2 separate regions of the Mus musculus genome follow, and region 2 is linked to region 1. Evidence: chromatin contacts called from public promoter capture Hi-C data. All regions are on one chromosome and are shown on one strand. The core of a region is the stretch at or near the end of the contact, and the rest is flanking DNA. Distances in the headings are between cores, read along the strand shown.

Region 1 (7,917 bases), core at 1,980-4,479:
AGTACACTGCATAACTTGCAGGCTTCTTGGCAGGCTGCAGTGGGTCTCTTGCAGGTAGCTTGGCTGGTCTGAGCCTTTTTTTGGGGGGGGGGGGTTTCTCTGTATAGCTCTGGCTGTCCTGGAACTCACTTTGTAGACCATCACTCAGAAATCCACCTGCCTCTGCCTCCCAAGTGCCTGAGCCTCTTTCCAGGCAGCTCAGTTTATCTCAGCAGTCCTGTTTATATGTTTGGGGAGGGTGGGTCCTAGTGACTTCCAGGACTAGTGACTTCCTGGACTACCAGAAGCCTTTGAGTTGTTTATTTCCTTAGCACAAGGTGCTACCTTCCAAAGTGGGTTAAATTTGGAGGAAATTGCTACAGGACAGTGACCTACTGAGATTCAACCGGGCTGCTTACACAAGCCTAAGGATTACTTAGTGATGCACGAACAACTTAACTGTGGCTATACCACTTAAGAAAATGGGGCTACAATCACAAAGGAACTCATACAATATGTACTCACTGATAAGTGGATATTAGCCCAGAAACTTAGGATACCCAAGATATAAGATACAATTTGCTAAACGCATGAAACTCAAGAAGAACGAAGACCAAAGTGTGGACACTTTGCCCCTTCTTAGAATTGGGAACAAAACACCCATGGAAGGAGTTACAGAGACAAAATTTGGAGCTGTGATGAAAGGATGGCCCATCTAGTGATTGCCATATCCTGGGATCCATCCCATAATCAGCTTCCAAACGCTGACACCATTGCATACACTAGCAAGATTTTGCTGAAAGGACCCAGATATAGCTGTCTCTTGTGAGACTATGCCGGAGCCTAGCAAACACAGAAGTGGATGCTCACAGTCAGCTATTGGATGGATCACAGGGCCCCCAATGGAGGAGCTAGAGAAAGTACCCAAGGAGCTAAAGGGAAATGCAACCCTATAGGTGGAACAACAATATGAACTAACCAGTACCCCGGAGCTCTTGTCTCTAGCTGCGTATGTATCAAAAGATGGCCTAGTCGGCCATCACTGGAAAGAGAGGCCCATTGGACTTGCAAACTTTATATGCCCCAGTACAGGGGAACGCCAGGGCCCAAAAGAGGGAGTGGGTGGGTAGGGGAGTGGGGGTGGGTGGGTATGGGGGACTTTTGGGATAGCATTGGAAATGTAAATGAGGAAGATACCAAATAAAAATTTAAAAAAAAAAAAGAAAGAAAATGGGGCTAGAGAGACCGCTCAGTGGTTAAAGGCATACACTGCCCTTGTTGAGGCCCCGAGTTTGAGTCTCAGCACCCACATAAACGGTTTACTACTGGCGAGGCTTAGGAATTCAAGTTTCTTGTACTGACTTCTTTTGTTCTGTGATTTGGCTCTCCTGTGTGTACAGACACTGGACACACCTGCCTTTGATTGTATAATCAGTAATAACTTAATCAGTCTCTCTATAATTTTCTATTACTTTTTAAAACTTTATGTATAGGAGTGCTCTATCTGCATGTACAACTGAATACCAGAAGAGGGTAATAGACGGTAGATGGTTGTGAGCCACCATGTGGTTGCTGGGAATTCAACTCAGGACTCTTGTGAGTGCCCGACTCGCCAGCAAAGCAGATACCACAACAGGATCCTTCTGCACACGTTTATTGGGAGAGCTTGATTGCAGAGGCAAAAAGACCCCCACACCCAGAACTGTTGCTGCTTATATAGGCCTAGGAGAGGCGTGTCTCACACCCAGATTGGTTATGCTTTCCACCTCATTTGCATGTTCCTCATCTGATTGGCTATTCTCTCTCAGTACCTCACTGAGCCTCATTATCATACCTCATTTGCATGCCCCCCATCTGATTGGTTATTCTCTCAGTATCTCATGGAGCCTCATTATCATGCCCGGGCGAGGCAGTGACTTGGTGAAAAACTTTACTGCATATGTACACATTGGTTGTTTACCCAAACTTATGCGTGGTGGCCAGCGCCACCCTGCAACGGCACATGTGGCTTCCCACACACAGGACCTCTGGAAGAGCAGCCAGTGCTTTTTAATGCTCTTAACTACTGAGGCATCTCTCCAGGGCCCTCCCATTCTAATTTTATCAAGTCTAATGGTTCTGTCTTCAGAGAATCCTGACAAGGATGGACCTGATAGACACAGGTCCCAAATTTATTCCACATAGGAGACTAAGGCAGAAGTATAGAAAGTTCAAAGCCAGCCTGGGGAACTTAATGAGATCATCTCAAAGTGTTAAGTTTAACATGGCAGTAAAGACTTACCATCATTTGACCAGGTGGAGGCAGAGGACCAAGAATTTAAGGCCAACCACGGCTACACAGTCTGAGGCAAGTCCAATCCACGTGACATCCTGTTTCAAAAAAAACCCAAACCAATATCACCAACAATAAGAACCCTCTTCCCAAACATTAAAAGGGGTGGTAGGTGGCTTAGTGCATGAGCTAGAGTCAACACAGCTTATTACACACATGGCCTGAAAACGGGAATTTGGAACATGGGGCAACTGTTCAGGATTAAGACACGATGCTGAGCTCTGTGAAGGTCCTGGCCATTCAGTTGTCTTTATACAAACCACTCGAGTCAGTCTACGTTTCTCTTCGCGTCCCCAGATTAGGAAATGGCTAAGAGGTCTGGTGGGAAAATCTGTCAGCAGAAGGAACCCAGCAGCCTTACCAAGCTTATGGGGAGCTGGGGGCAGGCTGGACGCAGATGCAAGGCTCAGCAAGCGCGGGATGGAGTAAAAAAGGAGTCTTGGAAACCCAGAGGCCTCACCGCCCACTTCCTGGGCACCTAAGGCGGAAATAGCAACAGCTGGCGAGGCGACGCTGACCCCTTAGTTTGTGCCCGGCTGCGGTCACGTGGGCCAGAGCACGCGAAGACGCCCCGCCTCCGGCTCACGCAAACCAGGGGCGGGCGCGTGGGTGACGCCTCTGGCGCACGCTGCGGGCGTGAGCAGAGTGTATGGGCGGGGCCACCGGGGCTCTAAATTGGCGTGGGCGGAGCCTTGGGAGAGGGAACCTCGGCTGTGTGGGTGGGGCATGTAGGCGGGGTCTCCGGCGCAAGCCGCAAGATGGGTGGGAGTCGGCTGGCGGGGGTGGGGCATCCAGCGAACGCCGTGGGAGGAGCCTCTGCCGCGTGCTGTGGGTGGGGAGTGTTGGGAGCGGGCTGGCGTGGGCGGGGCTTCCATCGCGCGCCGCGGGCGGGGGCGGGACGTGTGGGCGGTGCCTCCCGGTGCTCCCGGGCTTCGGGGGCGGTGGTGGTGGCGGTGGCGACCGCGGCGAAGACGACAACGAGAGTGGGGCTACACGCGGAGGGACACCACGGCCATGACTGCGGAGCTGCAGCAGGACGACTCGGCGGGGGCGGCGGACGGCCATGGCTCGGTGAGCGGCGGGTGAGGGTAGCGGGGCCCGGGTTCCGGCTGAGAGGGGCGCGGCGGGCCAAGCGGGCGAGGGCCGACAGAGGCCGGGGCCTGCGGGCTAGGGCGAGAGCAACCCGGTCTTCCCGGGACTTTGCGAGGCTGGGTCCGCGAGCCTGTGTGAGGTTGCCTGGGTGTATAAGCCAGCTAAGGTTCCGAGCGGGATTGTGGGACCCGGTGCTAGGGACCCTAACGGGAGGGGTTGCACGTGAGATCGTAGGCAGCGAGGTCACCCCGAAGTGTGCACCGGGCCCGACCCAGCAGCTAAAAACTTCCCAAAAGCACGGCCACGGTGCCTTGTTCTGACTCTCAAATCAGTTTTATGGCAGTGGCTTCTCTGAGGCTAACGCAGACTTAAGTTATCTCACTTAAAGCCGGCGTTTATCAACAAAGTGCAAAAAAGACCCGGAGCCCCACTCCTCCCTTTTCCCGCCCCGCTTTTCATTCAGTTCTTTTTTTCCCTCGGAAACAAATCAGCTTCCCGAATTATCTCATTGATCACTGTAGGTTTTGAAGGAGGGGAGAGAAAAGCACAATGAATAGAAGGCACTTTACTATGTTCCTAGTAATATAAAAAGGTTGAAAAATATTACAAGGCTCTTAGGGCTTAGATGGTGGGCCTTTAGTAACACTGATTTGGAAAAAAAATCAAAAGGCTCATAATGTCTTTTAAAGAAACTTGGGAAGTGGGCAATTTGAGACTGTCATCCAGTTTTACTTTGGAATGTTATAACGTAACACAACATCCTCGTCCCTCAAGAACTGCACTTTTTAAATGACAAAATGGAAAACCTATACCAAGGATTCAAATACCGAGTTTGCAGTCGAGAAAATTTATAAAATATTTAGAATAAAAATTTGAGATACTGCTAAGAAAAACTCTATAATTAAATTCTATAATTAATGTCTTCTATAGTTAAATTTTAATAATTTGAGGTGCTGAGGATCAAGCCTAGGGCCTATCGCATGAGATAATCAAGCACTACACCCCCAGACTACAAGTTTAAAACATAGCAGGCTCTTTAAAATTCATGTAGAAAAAGATATCTCTAAGTCTTGGCCTGTAAAATGAAAGTAGGTGGATTTTTTTTTTTTTTTTTTTTTGGCGATCAGATAAAAATTGTTTATTACTCAACAGTGTCTTTTGGACATTGGGTCTGTATTTTTCTCTGTTTTCCTCCCCACAAGTCTACTTGTGTTGGGGACAGTGACTTATAAACAGGTGGTGAGATTTGGTTTTGAGACAGTCATATTGATACTATTTTGAGGGAGAGCAAGTCATATTTAAATTTGTTCTGGGCCCGTCATTTAAGACCACATGCCTTTCGATCAGTGGTATTTTCATTTACCTCTGTCACAGGCTGCTGAGGAGTGACCGGTAGTTGAGCACTCTCTATTTGAGGGTTTGCATGTAAGGTGTTTGAGCATTGTGTATAAAGTCAGAGCTATTTTGGGAAGGTTTGGCACTCCCAGGCTGTGGCTAGCTGCAGTAGCCTGATTCTGGGCGGGCGACCTGCGGAGTGATGACATTTACTGGTTAGTATTCCCAGAGATTTTGCCCCAGGCTGACAGATGATAAGCTTTGAAGGCTTGATAGCCCGTTGCCCTTTTTTCTCAGGTCAGGATAAAATGCTTGAGGCATGGGTTACCTTGAAGGTGTGGGTGCTGCATAACTTTGACATTTCATGAGAGTATTAATAACTTCTTCCTCTTGATAAGCTCCGTGTAGGACGGATTCTTTCTTTTGACTTCACAAGGCTTTCTCCTTTCCCTTAAAAGATGTTTAATATAGTTGAGAGGAGCTATCCTCCCCCGACACTCAGGAGCTATTTAAAACTTGCCACGTTTTCCCTTCCCCAGTTGGTCATTTGTACAAAGGACAGACAAAACTATGTATAGGCTCTCCAGGATTTCAGTGAGGGCTCTGGAACCCGAGCCGACACTTGGTTATCTTTGAATCCCCCAGACTGGTGAGTTAAGGACACCTTCCTGTGTTTTAATCAGTTCTCACCTTAGGTAAAAACCTGCTGGGAAGTTTTCTGTTGGAGTAGGAGAAACAGCTTGAAGTCAGTTTGCTTCTTAGGAACCTGATGCCCTTGACTCGTTGGGGGAGGATTCAGGACACACAATCCCCTCCCCCGCTCTCCCACTTGGAACCCAGGGCCTCTGCATTCTAGGCAAGTGCTGCTTCCTCACTGAGCTTTGTTGTGCTGGCTGTTTCGGTTGGTTCTGATTTTCCTTCGAGGTATCTTTGTGGTTTTTGGTTTGGTTTGGTTTTTGAGACCAAGGCTGGCCTGGAACTTGGGAGTTAGTCATCCTGCCTTAGTCTCCCAGGTGTACTTAACTCCTGTCAGGTTGTGAATTTTTTTTTTTTTTTTTTTTTGAGTGTTAGAAAGTTGTAATCTGGCTCCCCAACTCTCCTGCTCTTTGAGCCACAGTTATTGTGCACACAGAGAGTGCTGTATTTTGAGCTCGTAAACAGATAATCTCTTATCAGGTGGCCCGGTGCATTCTGTTTCATCAAAATGACTTTTTGTGTAGGTGTTTTTGAGACAGGTTTTCTTGTAGCCCAGACTGACCTTCAACTTTGTAGGGGAGGATGACCTTGACCCTTGAGGCTCCTGTGTCTGTTTTCTAACTGCTGTATATAGGCTTGGGCTACAGTACCTTATTATAATCAAAGACATTTAAAATAATGCCAACACTACAAGTAATAACTAACACACACACACACACACACACACATACACACACACACACAGAGACACATGGTCTCCCTGTAACCCAGGCTGCGCTCCTGAGTGCTGGGATTACAAACTTGGTCCTCCTACCCAGGTTCCTCCTCTCAGCCCTTTAGTGTTAGGCACAGCCTTGGCTTGTTAGACATCACTTTCCACCTTGTTAGAGACACTGTCCCCTGCATGTGGCAGGCTAGCTGGCCCTGGCCCTTCTAGGGATTCTCTGCCTCCCACCCCTCTGTAGCAGGAGTGCTTGGATGACATTGCTGTTGTGTGTCCGGCTTTTATGTGGGTTCTTGGGAATCGAACTCAGGTCCTTATGCTTGTGGGGCAAGTGCTTTTATAGTGATAAGCCATCTCACACTCCCCTTTAAATTTATTTGTTTACTTTTATTTGTGTGTGTGCCTTCATGTGTTTATGGGCACAGTGCCTGTGTGCGTGCGCGCTGTTCCTGGAGAGGTCATTAGATCTAGAACCTGGGTATAGCTCACCTACACCTGTGAGCTCTTGGTGTTGTAGGTGTTACGATCTAAACCCAGCTCCTCATCTGCAAGTGCTCTTAACTGCCAAGCCGCCTCTCTCTCCGGCCCTCACTTCCATTTTGTGGAGATGACAGGTTTTTATGTAGCTCAGGCTGTGTGAACTTGTCAGGTGCTCAGACTCTGCAGCAGACTCTTCTGAATTACTGCTCTCTTAACTGTGCCACCATGCCTGTCCTCCCAGCCCTTTTCTTTTTTGAGAGAGGCCTGGGGTCTCACTGTATACCTCTTGCTGCCCTTGAACCTTGTAATAGACTAGGCTGGCATCATATTCTCTGAGATCCCTGTCTTCTCCCACTGGGTTTAAAGGTATGTGCCACCATACCCAGCCTTTTGTTTTGTTTGCTTTTCTTTTTGAGGCAGGGTTTGTGTGTGTGTGTGTGTGTGTATGTGTGTGTGTGTGTGTGTGTGTGTGTGTGTGTGTGTGTGTGTAGCCTTGAGCTTCCTAGAACTAGCTCTGTAGAACAGCAGTGCATCCGCCTCTTTCTCAGATAGGGTCTTTCTGTACAGACCAGGCCAGCCTTGAGCTTGGAACAGTTCTCCTGCCTCACTCAGTTTCTTGAGTGCTGGGATTTTCTTGTGTGTCTTTACTTTCCAGCAACAGGACGCTTTCTGTCAGGGCAGATTTACTTCAAACTGAGGCTTTTGTTTTGTTTTGTTTTTTTTTAAAGATGTATTTATTTATTATATGTAAGTACATTGTAGCTGTCTTCAGACACTCCAGAAGAGGGAGTCAGATCTCGTTTCGGATGGTGTGAGCCACCATGTGGTTGCTGGGATTTGAACTCTGGACCTTCGGAAGAGCAGTCGGGTGCTCTTACCCACTGAGCCATCTCACCAGCCCTGAGGCTTTTGTTTGAGGTATTCTCATAAAGTAGCCCTGACTGGCCTGGAACTTACTATGTAAGCCAGAAAAGCCTTGAACTCACAGAGATCTGCTTGTACCTGCCTCCCAAGTGCTGCCCAGGAGTGTGCCCCCATGCTTGAGTCAAAGTGAGTATGTTTATTTTGTGTATTTGTGTCGTGCTGGGGACCAAACCCTAGCGGGCTAGGGAAGCCCCTCACCTCTGAGCTCTGTCCCCTCCTGTGGCTGTTGTTTTGTGGGGTTTGGTTTGTTTTGAGACAGGGTCTTACTGCAGTTTTTGAACCTTCCTACCTTACCTCCCAGAGGTATTACTACAGGTGCCCCAGCACAGAGCCCTGCTTAGCTACCTTCCTCCTC
Region 2 (7,917 bases), core at 3,109-5,608, 5.6 Mb after region 1:
TTATCTTGGCTATCTTATCCCCTAAATAGGTACTTGTTGTCCATCCCTGTATGTGCACCAACATCCTTGGGACTATTAAGTAAATCCCCTTAGAATGATCTTGTTCCTAACTTTCCCTAGCCCAAAGACTGAATATATTATCGGATAACACCAGAGACCTATAGACAGGGAGTTCCTGGCTTTACTATAACCTGCCTACCTGATGTTCTCAATATATTTGAAAGTGATGATTTTTCTTATTTTGCTATTGTAAAGGATTTCATGAAACTGTTGCTATGGTGGATGTTGCGTGTGTGTGTGTGTGTGTGTGGGTGTCTCTCAGCTCTTGTCTTCTTGAAGGAATGCATTCATTCAAGAGACACATACAGTTTGACTAACAGTTTACTTAGCAAAGCTGCAGTTTAGTCAGTGATGCTGAGTAGAGCATTCCCTGGGGAGTGGAATGGACTGCCCCAAGTTGGGACTATAGCTCAGTTAGGTAAAGCAAGCTCTCCAAAGAGAGATAGAGTAGCTTCCCTGGGGCAAGTGCTCCATTATGGGGTATGCATTGTGGATTTGAAAGAAGTTGCTATGACAAAGAATTTAAAAAAAGAAGTTACTATGAATACTGTCTTAAGGTTTTACTGCTGTGAACAGGCACCATGACCAAGGCAAGTCTTATAAAGGACAGCATTTAATTGGGGCTGGCTTACAGGTTCAGTGGTTCAGTCCCTTACCATCAAGGCAGGAGTATGGCAGTGTCTAGGCAAACACGGTGCAGGAGGAGCTGAGAGTTCTACATCTTCATCTGAAGGCTGCTAGCAGAATACTGACTTCCAGGCAGCTATGGTGAGGGTCTTAAGCCAATGTCCACAGTGACAAACCTACTCCAACAAGGCCACATGTCCTAATAGTGCTCTCTGGGCCAAGAATGTACAAACCATCACAAATACCTTTCCATCTCAAATCATGAGCAGGATCTTTCTTTTTGTATATCCCTTTCCATGATGTCAAACCCATGACGTAAATGGCATTCTAATGGTGTCACATCATCTCTTAAGAATGCAAACCCTATCTTAGTGTACATGTGAAGGCAAATGTCCTGTGCCTTCAATTTCTGATAAAGTAGAAAAACAGAACTGCTGATCCAAGGGTGCTTAATCACAGGAGGACATTCTGATTGTCAGCAGGCATGGCTACCAAGGTGTACCTGTGGTCACCACCTCCTAGTTACATATGTCTATGGGGGCGAGGGGGGTGGCCTTCCTGGATATGCTCTCTTATACGCTTTTCTTGTAAAAAAAAAAAAAAAAAAAAAAAGAAAGAAAGAAAGAAAGAAAGAAAAGAAAATAATTATTTTTTTATTTATGTGTTTGTGTCTTTGTGAGCATATGCTACATGTATGTTGGTGCCTAAGGAGATCAGTAGAGTGTATAACTCCCTGGATCTAGAGTTACAGGTGGTTGTGAGCCTCCTGCGTTGGGTGCTGAGAATAAATGTCAATAGTCTGGAAGACTCAAAAGTGCTCTTGAGCTCTTAACTGCTGAGGCATCTCTCCATTTTCCAGAAGCTGTTCTTACTCAGTTTAGTCCTTTGTCCCAGGGACTGCTTTGTGGGTGCCAGTCAGTGCCTGATAAGACTGAGACCAACTCTTCCCTTATCTGGTGAGTTTCACTGTCTCACAGCCAGTGTATTGTTGTTGTTTGGGTTTTGTAAAAGTAACGTTTAACTGTCATCTCTAAGGCTTAGTGCCTCAGTCTGATAACCCAGGCCTAGTCCTGGAAGCTTCTATCCTTCATACAATCTAATCTGGGCCTAGAATGTTTTCAGCCTCTGAGACTTACTGCTGAATAAGATCACTCTTTCTAGTTTTTTTCTGATCTCTGGCTGGCTGATTCAACTCAGCTGTTCTAGCTCAAAACTCTCCATGCTAACTGACTCAGTATGGCTTCTCTCTGATTCTCCTGAATTGCTCTGCTTTACTTCAAACTAACTCTAGCAATCTGTTCTAATCTTCTGGCTCCTTCTCATTTTCTGGCTTGTTCTATCTCTGCCTGTGTCTATCTTCTACTCTTCTCAACCTGTCTCTACAAAACTTTCTGGGTAAAACTGTCTCCTCTCTCCCTCTGCACTGTCCCCTGCACCCCCATAGCTTCCCTTTCCTCTCTATTCTCGTATTCTCGTGAGAGTTGGGGAGATCCTATTCTGTCAAATCTTTCTCTGACTCAGCACTTTGCCACTCAGTAGACATCACTTTCTTTTTTTTTTTTAAAGATTTATTTATTATTATATGTAAGTACACTGAAGCTGTCTTCAGACACACCAGAAGAGGGAGTCAGATCTTGTTGGGGATGGTTGTGAGCCACCATGTGGTTGCTGGGATTTGAACTCTGGACCTTCGGAAGAGCAGTCGGGTGCTCTTACCCACTGAGCCATCTCACCAGCCCCAGACATCACTTTCAATCATGGGTGTTTCCTTCTGCAAACTAACTTCATCTTCATTCATTATTTGGAATTAAAGGAAGTAATAAGTCATTTCTGTATTCCAGCTTGAGGGATTAATGGTGTGTGCTAAGGCTGAGCCACACCACAACTAGAAAATGGTTTTCCAAGTAAACAACACAGTCTTAGAGTTCACAGTGTGATCAAATATCCTGCAACAAAGTTTCTTTGTGTAGCCCTGGCTGTCCTGAAACTAGCTTTGTAGGCCAGGTTGGTCTCTAACTCAGATCCAACTGCCTCTGCCTCCTGAGAGATAGGATTAAAGGCATGGGCCATCACTGCCAGTCTGCAAACTCTGATTTGTCCTCAACATGGTTTTTGTTTTTGTTTACCACGTTGAAACATAGAAACTGGGGTAATCTAAACCTGTGTTTCCTGGCCTTAGTTACTTATATTTGGTCAGACTAAACCCCCTCTTACTCTTTTTGAAGTAAGAGTTATAGTGTGTAAATGGAGAATGTGAGTGTGGTGTGTGTGTGTGGGGGGGAGAGAGAGAGAGAGAGAGAGAGAGAGAGAGAGAGAGAGAGAGAGAGAGGGAGGGAGAGAGAGAGAGAGCGCTTGAGTGCTTGAGTGCTTCATGGCTTCATGGTAGGTATCCTTACCTTAGCTTTTGAGACAGGTCTCCCACTCACTAAACAACCTGGGGCTCATCATATCAGCTAGGCTGTCTGGCAATGGCAGCAGGATTCACCTAGCTCTGGATTTTCATTGCTGGGGTTATAGATGCTCACTCTTTCCTGACTCTTTACATGGGTACTGGGTATTGAATTCAGGTCCTCATGCTTTTGAAACAAGCACCTAACCCACTGGGCCATCTCCCCAGCCCAAGAGCTGTGTTTTCTGAATTTATTTTATGAAAACACTTACATTTGCTAAAAACTTCAGATTGTACATTTACATCAAGTACTTTTTAAAAGATTTGTCTATTTTATGTATATGAGTGTTTTGTCTGCATGTAGGTGCCTGTGCCATATTGGTATCTGGTGCCCTGTGAGGCCTGAAGAAGGTACTGGATCCTCTACATCTGGAGTTACAGACATTTGTGAGCCATCATGAGGGTGCTGGGAACTGAATCCGGGTCCTCTGCAGACTAATAAATGCTTTTTATTCAGTAAAGCTATTAAAAAAAAATAAAAATTAGCCAGATGATGGTGGAACACGCCTTTAATCCCAGAACTCGGGAGGCAGAGGCCAGATCTCTGTAGGTTTGAGGCCAGCCTGGTCTAGCGAGTGAGTTTCAGGGTAGCTGAGGCTATGCAGAAGAACCCTGTCTCAAAAAACAAAACAAAAAAATGAAAATTTAAAAAAAAATGTAAGAATCAAGTTAGGCGAGGTGGTGCATGCCTACAGTCCCTGTACCTGGGAGATAGAGGCAAGAAAAGAGGAACCCCTGGCAGTCCGGGGTTCAAACCCAGCCTCAGCTACATAATCAGTTTGAAGCTCCATGATACTGTCTTAAGAAATGAAACAAAACAAAACAATGTTTGAAAATAAGCAAGATATTTGTCCCAGTGGGACCGCAAAGTTTTAAGGGGCGCACAATCCCCCAAATAAAGAAGGCTGATTGGTCCCCTAATAGGTCGGAAACAAAAAACTCATCCAAACAGCTTTTCAATGAATGAAGCGGGAGGAAGGGGAGGAGGCTTCCGGGTCGCAGCTGGGCCCGCTCCGCGCGTCATCAAAAGATGAAGGCGGTGATTGGTCAGCTAGCGGCAGCTGTGCAGCGGGGTCCGGAGCGGGGCGGTGAGCGATCGAGAGACCCGAGCTAGGGGCGGGGCCACACGGAGCCTCGGGGCGGGGCCGTGAGGGGCGGGCTTGGGAAGAGGGCTATGCGCATGCGCCCTGGTGTTGCCGCTGTCGCCGCGGTGAGGGAAGTGGACGCGATGGCCGGGTCCGCGTGGGTGTCCAAGGTGAGCGCTACAGGGCAGCAAGCTCGAGGGCGAGCAGGGAGAGTAGGCTGTGATCCCGCCTGATGGATGGCGGAGGCGAGCGCGCGGAGGCGGCTCATGGCCCGCGGGCAGTGTTTCGGGGAATGTGGCCGGCACGCCGTGCGTGGCTAGCCCTGAGCCGGGACAGCCGCGCCGGGCGGGGACGGCGTCAAGGTCAAGGCGGCCAGTACTGCTCCGGGTGTCCCCACCAGTGTCCTCCAGGATAGGTGCACAGGCCTCCCCCGGAGCCCTTGAGGGTCACAGACAGGCCACCTAGGCCCCGCGGCCCTGTCACCTGCGGGTCTCCGGGCAGCATGCCCAGGTCGCCCCTCCCTGATCCCTCAGCCTTTGACCGGGTAAACGCTGGGCGCAAGAGGGTTTTCGAGGTGAGGGAATCCCGGGCCGTTAGGCCAGCCAGATTTTTCTCTCTCTTGGAACTCTTCCTAGTCTGATGCCTGGTGCCCTGGTAGGTATTCCTCCTTCAGAGGACGCAGGGCATCGTGCTCCTTGGAGTTATACTCTGAACGTTCAGGGAGATCGCATCATCGTCCTTTCACCTTCAGTTGTTGGGACCCAGCGATCTGGGACTCTCTAGTTCTCCCTGATAGTTCAGGTACTAGAGCTGGAAGGCGCTTCAGGTTACATATGCAGTCTTTTCGTTTCCTGGTGGAGCTGACCTGCCCTCGAAGACAAATTTGCTCAAGGTCATACAGGAGGTCATTGTCATCTTTGAGAGAAACCCGAGGTATTTTGATTTTCTGTCTCTCCGGTGGCCAAGGTCACTTAGCTAATTATGGATATAGTACTGACCAGGCCGTAGGTCATCTGATGCCGTCGTGGGTGGCTCTCTAGAAGTCTGCTATAAGCAATGCAGATTTTTAAATGAAATTTGTATTGCCCTTCTCCTTTAAAGAGAGGTTTGGAGATGCACTATTGTTTATTAATAATTCAATTTAGGGGTTCTTAATTTTAAATCCTGACAAAGCCATTGGCCAATTGTGTATCCTCTGCAAACTATTTAACATCTGCGAACCCACCTGTAAGATACATGTGCTTGTGTCACAGGTATTTCTGCATGAAAGCACCTATTCCATGTAGAAGGACATGAAAGCCTGAAGCTTTCCTAGCTATCGATGTATCTGTCTTGGCAGTGATCAAGCAGACAGTGATTCTGGGACATCAGTAACTAGGCTTTTTTGTTTGGTGACTAGAATCTACGTTGTCACTATGTTCAGACCCACTTTTGCTTGAGATGCTGTTAGGTCACATTTGGTTTTAAAGGTGTAGCAACAAGTCAGTCCTTTAATGTCTGGGCTTACACACTCTACCTGATTCATGTTGCTAGGTGTAGTCAGCCTTGGGGGACTAAATAAGGCTAAGTAGTAAAGAGCGTCCTGGAAAATTGCTTTTTCCTTTAGCCCTGTAAGAAATCCACAAGAGTTCAGAACTTATTGGCCATAGGGTCAGAAGATGCTCCCCTGGGACTTGATTGCCTGTGTGACCTTTGGCAGAGTGGCCCAGGCTTTGGTTCAGTCTCTCTCAAGGGATTAGGGCTTAAGAAGGGGCTCCCGAGGTTAACTCGTGCTGAAGTACCAAATGGTATTTGGATTTTTATAGTACTGGGCTTCCTTTCAGGCAGGGCTTTGTTTTGTTTGAAGACAGTGTCTCCACTAGTCTAGCTGACGCTATAGGTAAGGCTGACCTGATCTTCCTACTTCCACCACCTTCCAAGTTCTGGAATTAGAGTTATGAGCCACCACACCCAGTGTCCGTTAAAGTTTTATTTGTTTCTTTTTCTTTTTTTTTTTAAAAAGGGTCATTTGCAGATCATAGGTGCTTTCCCAGTGAGAAAGTGAAGGTTTTAGAGGTTTTCAAGGCTCCAAAGACAATGATGAGCCTGGCTTACTTCCTACACAGTATCTCTTGGTTTGGGTTGGAATATGAAGGTAAAAAGGAAGCGAGGAGCCACAGGGTTAAGGTGATCCAGGGCCTGAAATCAAGGTCGGGAAGGTAAGGCTAGGTCCTCTTGCCTGAAAACGCGTCTCCTTGGGAATTACAGGAGTAAAATGATTCACAAGTATAGTATAAGGTGAAAGACAGTGTGTCATGTGAACTTCTCTCTGGATGGACTTTGTCAGTGCATTATTTCAGTCCAAGAACATAGAGGAGAGATGAAAATGTGGGAAATCCCAGCTGTTAGAAGACAGCCATTGCAGGCATGGAAGCTGGGATGGGAACCCTCAGCTACAGGCAGGATTGAGGATGGCCTGGCTTGTACCAGGCACTGTAGACACAGTAGCAGACAAATCATAAATGGCTTGCATGTCTTGGGATGCTTAATTACTATTGTAGTGCTGGGCCTTAAGCCTGGTGACAGGGGTACTCTACCACTGAGCTACCTCCTCAGCACCTTTCTTTCCCTCCGTTTTTAATTGTAAGATCTAATCTCAATACATTACCCAGGTTGACCTTAAACTCACTCTGAAGACCAGTACAGCAGGCTTGAGGTTTTGTTTTGGTTTTTTTTGTTTTTTAAGACGGTTTCCCTGTGTAGCCTTGGCTGGCCTAGAACTCAGAGAATTCCCTGCTATACTACCACACCAGGCTCTCCTCTGTTCAGTATGTACACTGGCTTCCCTGGAACTTGAGAAACCATGCATTGGTTTATAAGCTCACTTGCACTCCCCGTTTTGTTACCCCAAAACAAAAAGCATAGACTCTGTTCACAGATCTTCCATATATAAACTCAATTTCAAAAATATCAAAAGATTTCAAAATCTTTAGTGCTGAGATTGGGGAATTGGCTCAGTCTGTAAAGTGCTTGTCCTACAAGTGTGATGCCCTGAATTCACATTTCCTGCACCTGCAAAAAATTGGGTGGTGGCACATGCCTGTAATTCCAGCATTAATGAGGCTGAGGCAGGAGGCTCCTTGGAGCTCCCTGGCCACATCTTCTTAAGTTGGTGAGCTCCCCTGTCTCAAAAACTAAGAGAGGAGGACACCTGGTGTGGACTTCTGACTTTCACATGCATGCACATACTAATTACCACACGTGCCCACACAAACAGCCAAAGACAGAAAAAACACAGAATATCAGTCTAGGGTTTCAAGTCTGAGCAGGTCAGCCAATTGAGCTAATAATATTTGAGACAGTATTCCTGGAACTTCTCCAAGTTAAAAACAAAACCAAAAAACCCTCCAGTTTTTCCAACTCCCCCAAGCAAAACTATCAGAAATGACTCAAGTATTGAGCTGTGAGTTCTGTGTGTAACATTTCTCTGTTGATATTAATGTAGGTCTCTCGGCTGCTGGGTGCATTCCACAACACAAAACAGGTGACAAGAGGTTTTGCTGGTGGTGTGAGTATAATTACATCTTTTATTTTTTCCTTTTAGAAGTTTCTCAAGAAAGATGCTCAAATACATTTATTACTTAGCATTCCTTCTTCATTTACTTAAAACTAAAGGGAATTGGCCACACGTCTAATGTATACTAAAATTATTGGCAG

Evidence for each region. Promoter capture Hi-C pulls out the DNA fragments that hold promoters and counts their contacts.
Region 2: a contact with region 1 is called in a promoter capture Hi-C map of pre-B cells. The contact joins the promoter of Idh3a here to the promoter of Usp28 in region 1. A contact is called at or near these places in 1 of 39 promoter capture datasets (pre-B cells) and 1 of 484 Hi-C or Micro-C datasets (CD4 T cells).

Annotation. Positions count from the first base shown.
Region 1 is chr9:48,982,156-48,990,072 of GRCm38.p6, forward strand. It overlaps Usp28 (ubiquitin specific peptidase 28), which reads left to right and starts at 3,230. Exons shown (of 25, transcript NM_001359739.1): 1 at 3,230-3,382. The coding sequence starts at 3,326. Gm51673 (a long non-coding RNA gene) reads right to left here and starts at 2,974. Exons shown (of 3, transcript XR_003948157.1): 1 at 2,673-2,974; 2 at 2,261-2,349.
Region 2 is chr9:54,582,153-54,590,069 of GRCm38.p6, forward strand. It overlaps Idh3a (isocitrate dehydrogenase 3 (NAD+) alpha), which reads left to right and starts at 4,359. Exons shown (of 11, transcript NM_029573.2): 1 at 4,359-4,391; 2 at 7,706-7,768. The coding sequence starts at 4,365.